2 separate regions of the Macaca mulatta genome follow, and region 1 is linked to region 2. A link is a contact called in public Hi-C data. All regions are on one chromosome and are shown on one strand. The core of a region is the stretch at or near the end of the contact, and the rest is flanking DNA. Distances in the headings are between cores, read along the strand shown. Region 1 holds the start of HMGN4 (high mobility group nucleosomal binding domain 4). Region 2 holds the start of ZNF184 (zinc finger protein 184).

Region 1 (2,700 bases), core at 141-2,640, 690 kb after region 2:
GAATGGACCTTTCAAGTCAACATCCAGCCAAGCAGCCTGTTTAGGAAAATGGTAAAAAGAAAACAGCTCATTAAACATTGTCCTTTTCTTTCTTTCTTTCTTTCTTTCTTTTTTTTTTTTAATTTTGCAGACCCACCAAAGAATGCAGCCCTTCTTTTGTCGTGGTCATAAAAATATCACATTCGGTCGGGCGCAGTGGCTCACGCCTGTTATCTCACTTTGGGAGGCCGAAGCAGGCGGATCACTTGAGGTCAGGAGTCTGAGACCAGCCTGGCCAATATGGTGAAACCCCGTCTCTAACTAAAATACAAAAATTATCCGGACGTGGTATTGCACGCCTGTAGTCCCAGCTGCTCAGGAGTCTGAGGCACAAAAATCGCTTGAACTCGGGAGGTAGAGGGAGGTGCAGGTTGCAGTGAGAGAGATAGCACCATTACACTCCAGCCTGGGAGATACAGTGAGACTCCGTCTCAAAAACAAACAAAAACAAACACATCGCATTCTTATCAGTCATTTGAGGGAACCTGGAGCAATGTGATCTGAGAGGCTAGGCTTGGCTAATCCCTAGAAAAAGTAGTAATACATCTAAGAAAGAAATCTCTCTGAGGGTACACCCCAGGCTGCCAGGTGGCACAACAAAACTTTCTCATAAAAGCGTTTGATTAATCCAATTAACTTGTAAGCAAGCCATGTGGCAGGCAGAGGTAAGAGGCCAAACACCAAGGCACAAGTCCTGATTCTAAACAAGTGCTGGTCCATTTCTTAAGCTTGGGATCCATTTTTTCTTTGTGATGGGACAGCGAAAGGTCAAAGTGGAGGAAGACTCAGCCCTTGGGTGTCTCCTCAACGAGGGTTTCTCGAAGGTAAATTGGGGAGGAAAGGAGAGCCCACGGCAGGTCAGTCCAACCTGCCAGTCACCACCTCTTCAAGGCCACAGCCCTGCGGGAGCAATCCTTTCAAATCCCCTTCTTTCCTTCTTTTATTGGCCCTAGAGCGCCGATTAGGACTTCTCATCCCTGTCGGGCCTGCGGCTCTCTGTGACCCCACCTCTGGATTCAGCTTTTCCCAGGGATTCACACTCGGAGCTCAGGAGAGATGCTGCGATTACTCTGGAGACGGGAAGACAGGCGCGGCTCACGGGGCCCAAGGCCCTTAATCATGACCGGGGCCAGCTGGCAGGAGGGTCCTAAGTATATGGACGGCGGCGGGACCCCCCACTGCGCCCCTCATTTTCCCGGGTAGCGTACTAAAGTCTGTGAGGCACTTACCCGAGTTTCGTGGCCGTTCGAGGGGCGCGGGAATCCCAGCTGAGGCCCTTGACGCGCCGGAGCCCTAGGCGTGGGCAGGGCCAGCACCAGCCCCAAGATAGAGAAGACTAGGGGAGCCCGGCACTGCCAGGAACAGGAAGGCGAAGGAAGGTGAGGATGCGCTTCCGGGGCTGCAGGCGGGGAGCCGCCCCGAGTTCAAGCCGGAGAGAGCCGGTTCTCCCCGTGGCGATACGTGTGTGAGCCTCTGAGGCCCGCCCTAAGCACCGCTGCCCCGACCTCGTAAGACAGGAAGACAGGAAATTTATGATGGCCTGAAAAATCGTTAAAAGATACACACTGTAAGAATTTCGTAGTATGAAGGGGGAAAAAAAAAAAAAAAAAAAAAAGCTGTTTCCGCCCGGTTTCGAACCGGGGACCTTTCGCGTGTGAGGCGAACGTGATAACCACTACACTACGGAAACTCACGGTGGGCTATCATCTCAGAGCAAGCAGTTCTATCTGCATAGTAAATACACTTGGTGTTTCTTCGTTCAAGTGCGAGTTTTGCTGATGTGCGTATGCGTCTCTGTACTGAACTCTCAAACCAGAAAAACCAATGATCAGCTCAGACCTAGCCTCTCCAGTGTTAAAACTGAAGCCACATGCAGTCATTTCAAACGACTGAATAGGGAAGAACACGATAGAGACTTTAATATCTCTGAACGGTCCTTCGTTCTTCGGCCAAAATGGTCAGGCGAGGCTGGGCACGACTTGGGTAGGGCGAGCGTTTCTATGACGTAGTTGGCGTTACCACGTGGTCAGTGGCAGAATTTGCTCCCCAGAGAAATGATAACCCCATCTCTTGTCGAAAGCGGCCCCTCTTGCTTCTGAGACTTCCAGGCAAATTTACCTTGCACGAATTCGCTTACTCCGGCGGAGTAGGAAAGTTGTAAAATAAACCTGCACATATACCGAGCCAGCCAGGAGTCGAACCTGGAATCTTCTGATCCGTAGTCAGACGCGTTATCCATTGCGCCACTGGCCCCACATATTGGTTGGTAGCAAGGTATTTCATAAGAAACTAGGTTGTACCCGTAATGTCTGGGCGAGGGCCTGTAAGCCGCGTTTGCCCGCTGGTCCAGGCTCGCAGCGCACGGACTCCCTGGTGGCTACTTCTGCACACACCCCGTAGCCTTCATTCCTTTCTCGGTCTGTCTCTGCCGGCTGAAAGATGGCGGTGAAAAGCATGCCCTGCATCCTCTCTGCCCCAGTATCACCGCTCCATTAATACGTTCGTTCATTCAACCCAGTATTAGTGTTCACGGCACTGTAGATAACGGTGAAGAAAACATGAGAGACCCTTGTCCTTAAGATTACATGGCAGTGGCGGAAGCGGATAATAAAGCACTAAATAAACGAAATAATAGTGATAAGCGATTGGAGAAAAAAAATA
Region 2 (2,700 bases), core at 98-2,597:
TTGTTTTTCATATACTCAGTGTTAGGATTTCCAGGTTTAATGTTTGTCAGCCAACAGTCTGAGAGACTTGACCTCGGCCCCTTATCCAAATGCTGGGAATGCACACCAGCACAGTAAAATGCAAGTGCCACGTCTTAAATATAAAAATCTACCGATTTGTTGGATTCTTTTTTTCTGCCAAGGACACAGTGACGGACAGACTGGCCTTGGGCTATATGCAGCTATGTGCTGGCTGACACAGGCATATAAGATGCTTTACTGAGGGGCAAAACATGCTAATATCATCTCCGGGTTTCCTTAAGCATTAGAAAAACATGTTGGGGCCGGGCGCAGTGGCTCACGCCCGCAATCCCAGCACTTTGGGAGGCCGAGGCGGGCGGATCATTTGAAGTCAGGAGTTTGAGACCAGCCTGGCCAATATGGTGAAACCCCGTCTCTACTGAAAATACAAAAATTAGCCGGGGATGGTGGTGCATGCCTGTAATCCCAGTTACTCGGGAGGCTCAGGCAGGAGAATCGCTTGAACCCGAGAGGTGGAGGTTGCACTGAGCCGAGATCGTGCCATTGCACTCCAGCCTGAGCAACAGAGCTAGACTCCGTCTCAAAATAAATAAATAAATAAAGTTGGTCGCCACTCAATTGAGAGTCGTGAAAACAAATTTAATGGGTAACTACCAGTATTTTCAAAATGACAAAGGAGTAGAACAGAAAATATAAGGTAGAACATGTAATAAAGGTAACGATTGTTTGCGTTTTAAAACTGTGTGCAGACGTGTATTTCTTTTTTTTTTTTCTTTTCTTTTTTGTTTCTTTGAGACGGAGTCTCGCTGTGCCGCCCAGGCTGGAGTGCAGTGGCGCGATCTCGACTGACTGCAACCTCTGCCTCCCGGATTCACGCCGTTCTCCTGCTTCAGCCTCCCGAGTAGCTGGGACTACAGGCGCGCGCCACCACCATAATTTTGGTATTTTTAGTAGAGACGGGGGTGTCACCATATTGGCCAGGCTGAGTCTCGAACTCCTGACCTAGTGATCCACCCAGCTCGGCCTCCCAAAGTGCTGAGATAACAGACGTGAGCCACTGCGCCCGGTCAGTAGACGTGTATTTCTTAAAATCAGTTCAGTCAGACAAGTTTACAACGCACACGCATACCTGAAACAGGAACAAATGACTGGCGGCGAAAATGTGCGGCACTGCGCAGGGCGAACGCGAAACGTTAGCTAAAGCCTCTGGGAAATGAAGTTCAGCAACCTCGTCGCGGAGTGTTCTGGGAACGCTGGTCCAGTGTGCCCGCCCGGCGCCGGCGTGCGGGGCGGAGCGGGGCTCTCTCGTAAGGACCGGAAGTGACCGTTGAAGCCGGTTGTAGGCGTGGAAAGAGGTTGGCGCTCTGGAAGTCCAGCTGCTTCGGCTCCCTGCGTTAGGTCTGGTGGCGGTCAGTGCGCTTCCGGACCCGGGATCAGAGTGTGTGGATCGCTATAAAGGGAGGGGAGCTCAGGTATCACCATGGCAACAGCCAGCCCTCCGGACCCGTGACGTCACCCTTCTGGTTTCGCGCTTAGAGGCCTCTGCGGGAGAAAGCTGGGGAGTCCTCAAAGGGGGCGCACCTCGCCTCCGTCTGTGCGGGGCGGTCCCGCCCTGATCCCTTGGAGGGCTTTGTTCTTTTGTTCTGGCCTAAGGGGAAGTCGGGTGCCGGGCCCCGCCCTGCTTATCCACCTTCCAGCTTTAACGCTCTGCAACAGGTGTGTCTTCGTGTTATCCGACCTCGCAGGGGTGTGAGTCACAAATGTGCACAGAGGGAAGAGACCAGGTCTGTGGATGCCCCGGCCAGATTCTAGGGTGGGCACCAAGGGTTTTTTGGATCTGAGGCAGAACCCGCTTACCCGATCTCCACTCTGTTTTTGTTCATCGGAGTGGCACACGCCTCTCTAGTGCTCTCTTAGGGCACTTCTCTCGTGTAAGACCTCTTGGTCACTTTGCAAGACTCTGATGTGTGATTGTGTGACGTATGCTGCTGACGCCATCCTGTGTTTTTTAGGATAGAAAACCTCAGCGTGTTGCAGACTCGCTGCAAGGGGAGCTAGACATCTGAGTCCCAGACTGAGGTATCAGCTGAAGGAACGCTGCCTGGCGAACCCTGGTATTCAAGTTCCAGAGGAACGGGATGAGCTTCTGAGATGGAAGGTAGTGGGGTCGACTTGGGGGAGAGTGGGTTGATGGAGGCTTGAGAACAGTCATGACTGGAGGATCAAATACTTGAGATCAGAGCAGGAGAGCTGGAAGGAAGGAACGGTATGCTTAGGGATTAGCAAAGAAACCGAATTACATTGTAGGGAGAGATTCTTTTTTATAGAGAGATACTTGGGGGAGGAGTTTATTTTTTCTTTCATTCCATTGGGGAATGAAAAGACATAATCATTCAGCGTATATGTGATCCCCACATGACTTCTGAATATTAAATATTAAAATTATAATGTTGAAGTCAGAAGACATCTTGGTAATCATCCCTTCAATGAAAGAGTTAGTTTTGAAATCTCCTTGGCAGATGGCAGTCTGTCAACCCTAGGCCAGAACTAGTGTGGCATTAAACTCGCCATTTTGGGTGCAGACTATTCCCTTGTTGGCTTTCTTTTTTAGTTTGTTATATTAAACAGATGTACTTGTTCCTGTAACTTTTGTGTTGATCTTATTTCTGAGTCCTCCAG

The links. Hi-C and Micro-C count contacts between places; a contact is called where the count stands out from the background.
Region 1: a Hi-C map of fetal cortical plate shows a contact between it and region 2, with 2.8 times the contacts expected there. The contact joins the promoter of HMGN4 here to the promoter of ZNF184 in region 2. A contact is called at or near these places in 2 of 14 Hi-C or Micro-C datasets (fetal cortex germinal zone and fetal cortical plate).

Annotation. Positions count from the first base shown.
Region 1 is chr4:156,527,936-156,530,635 of T2T-MMU8v2.0, forward strand. It overlaps HMGN4 (high mobility group nucleosomal binding domain 4), which reads right to left and starts at 1,391. Exons shown (of 2, transcript NM_001193396.1): 1 at 1,269-1,391. TRNAV-CAC (transfer RNA valine (anticodon CAC)) reads right to left here and starts at 1,729; the gene lies at 1,657-1,729. TRNAR-ACG (transfer RNA arginine (anticodon ACG)) reads right to left here and starts at 2,292; the gene lies at 2,220-2,292.
Region 2 is chr4:155,841,133-155,843,832 of T2T-MMU8v2.0, forward strand. ZNF184 (zinc finger protein 184) reads left to right here and starts at 1,348. Exons shown (of 7, transcript XM_078000824.1): 1 at 1,348-1,737; 2 at 2,034-2,179.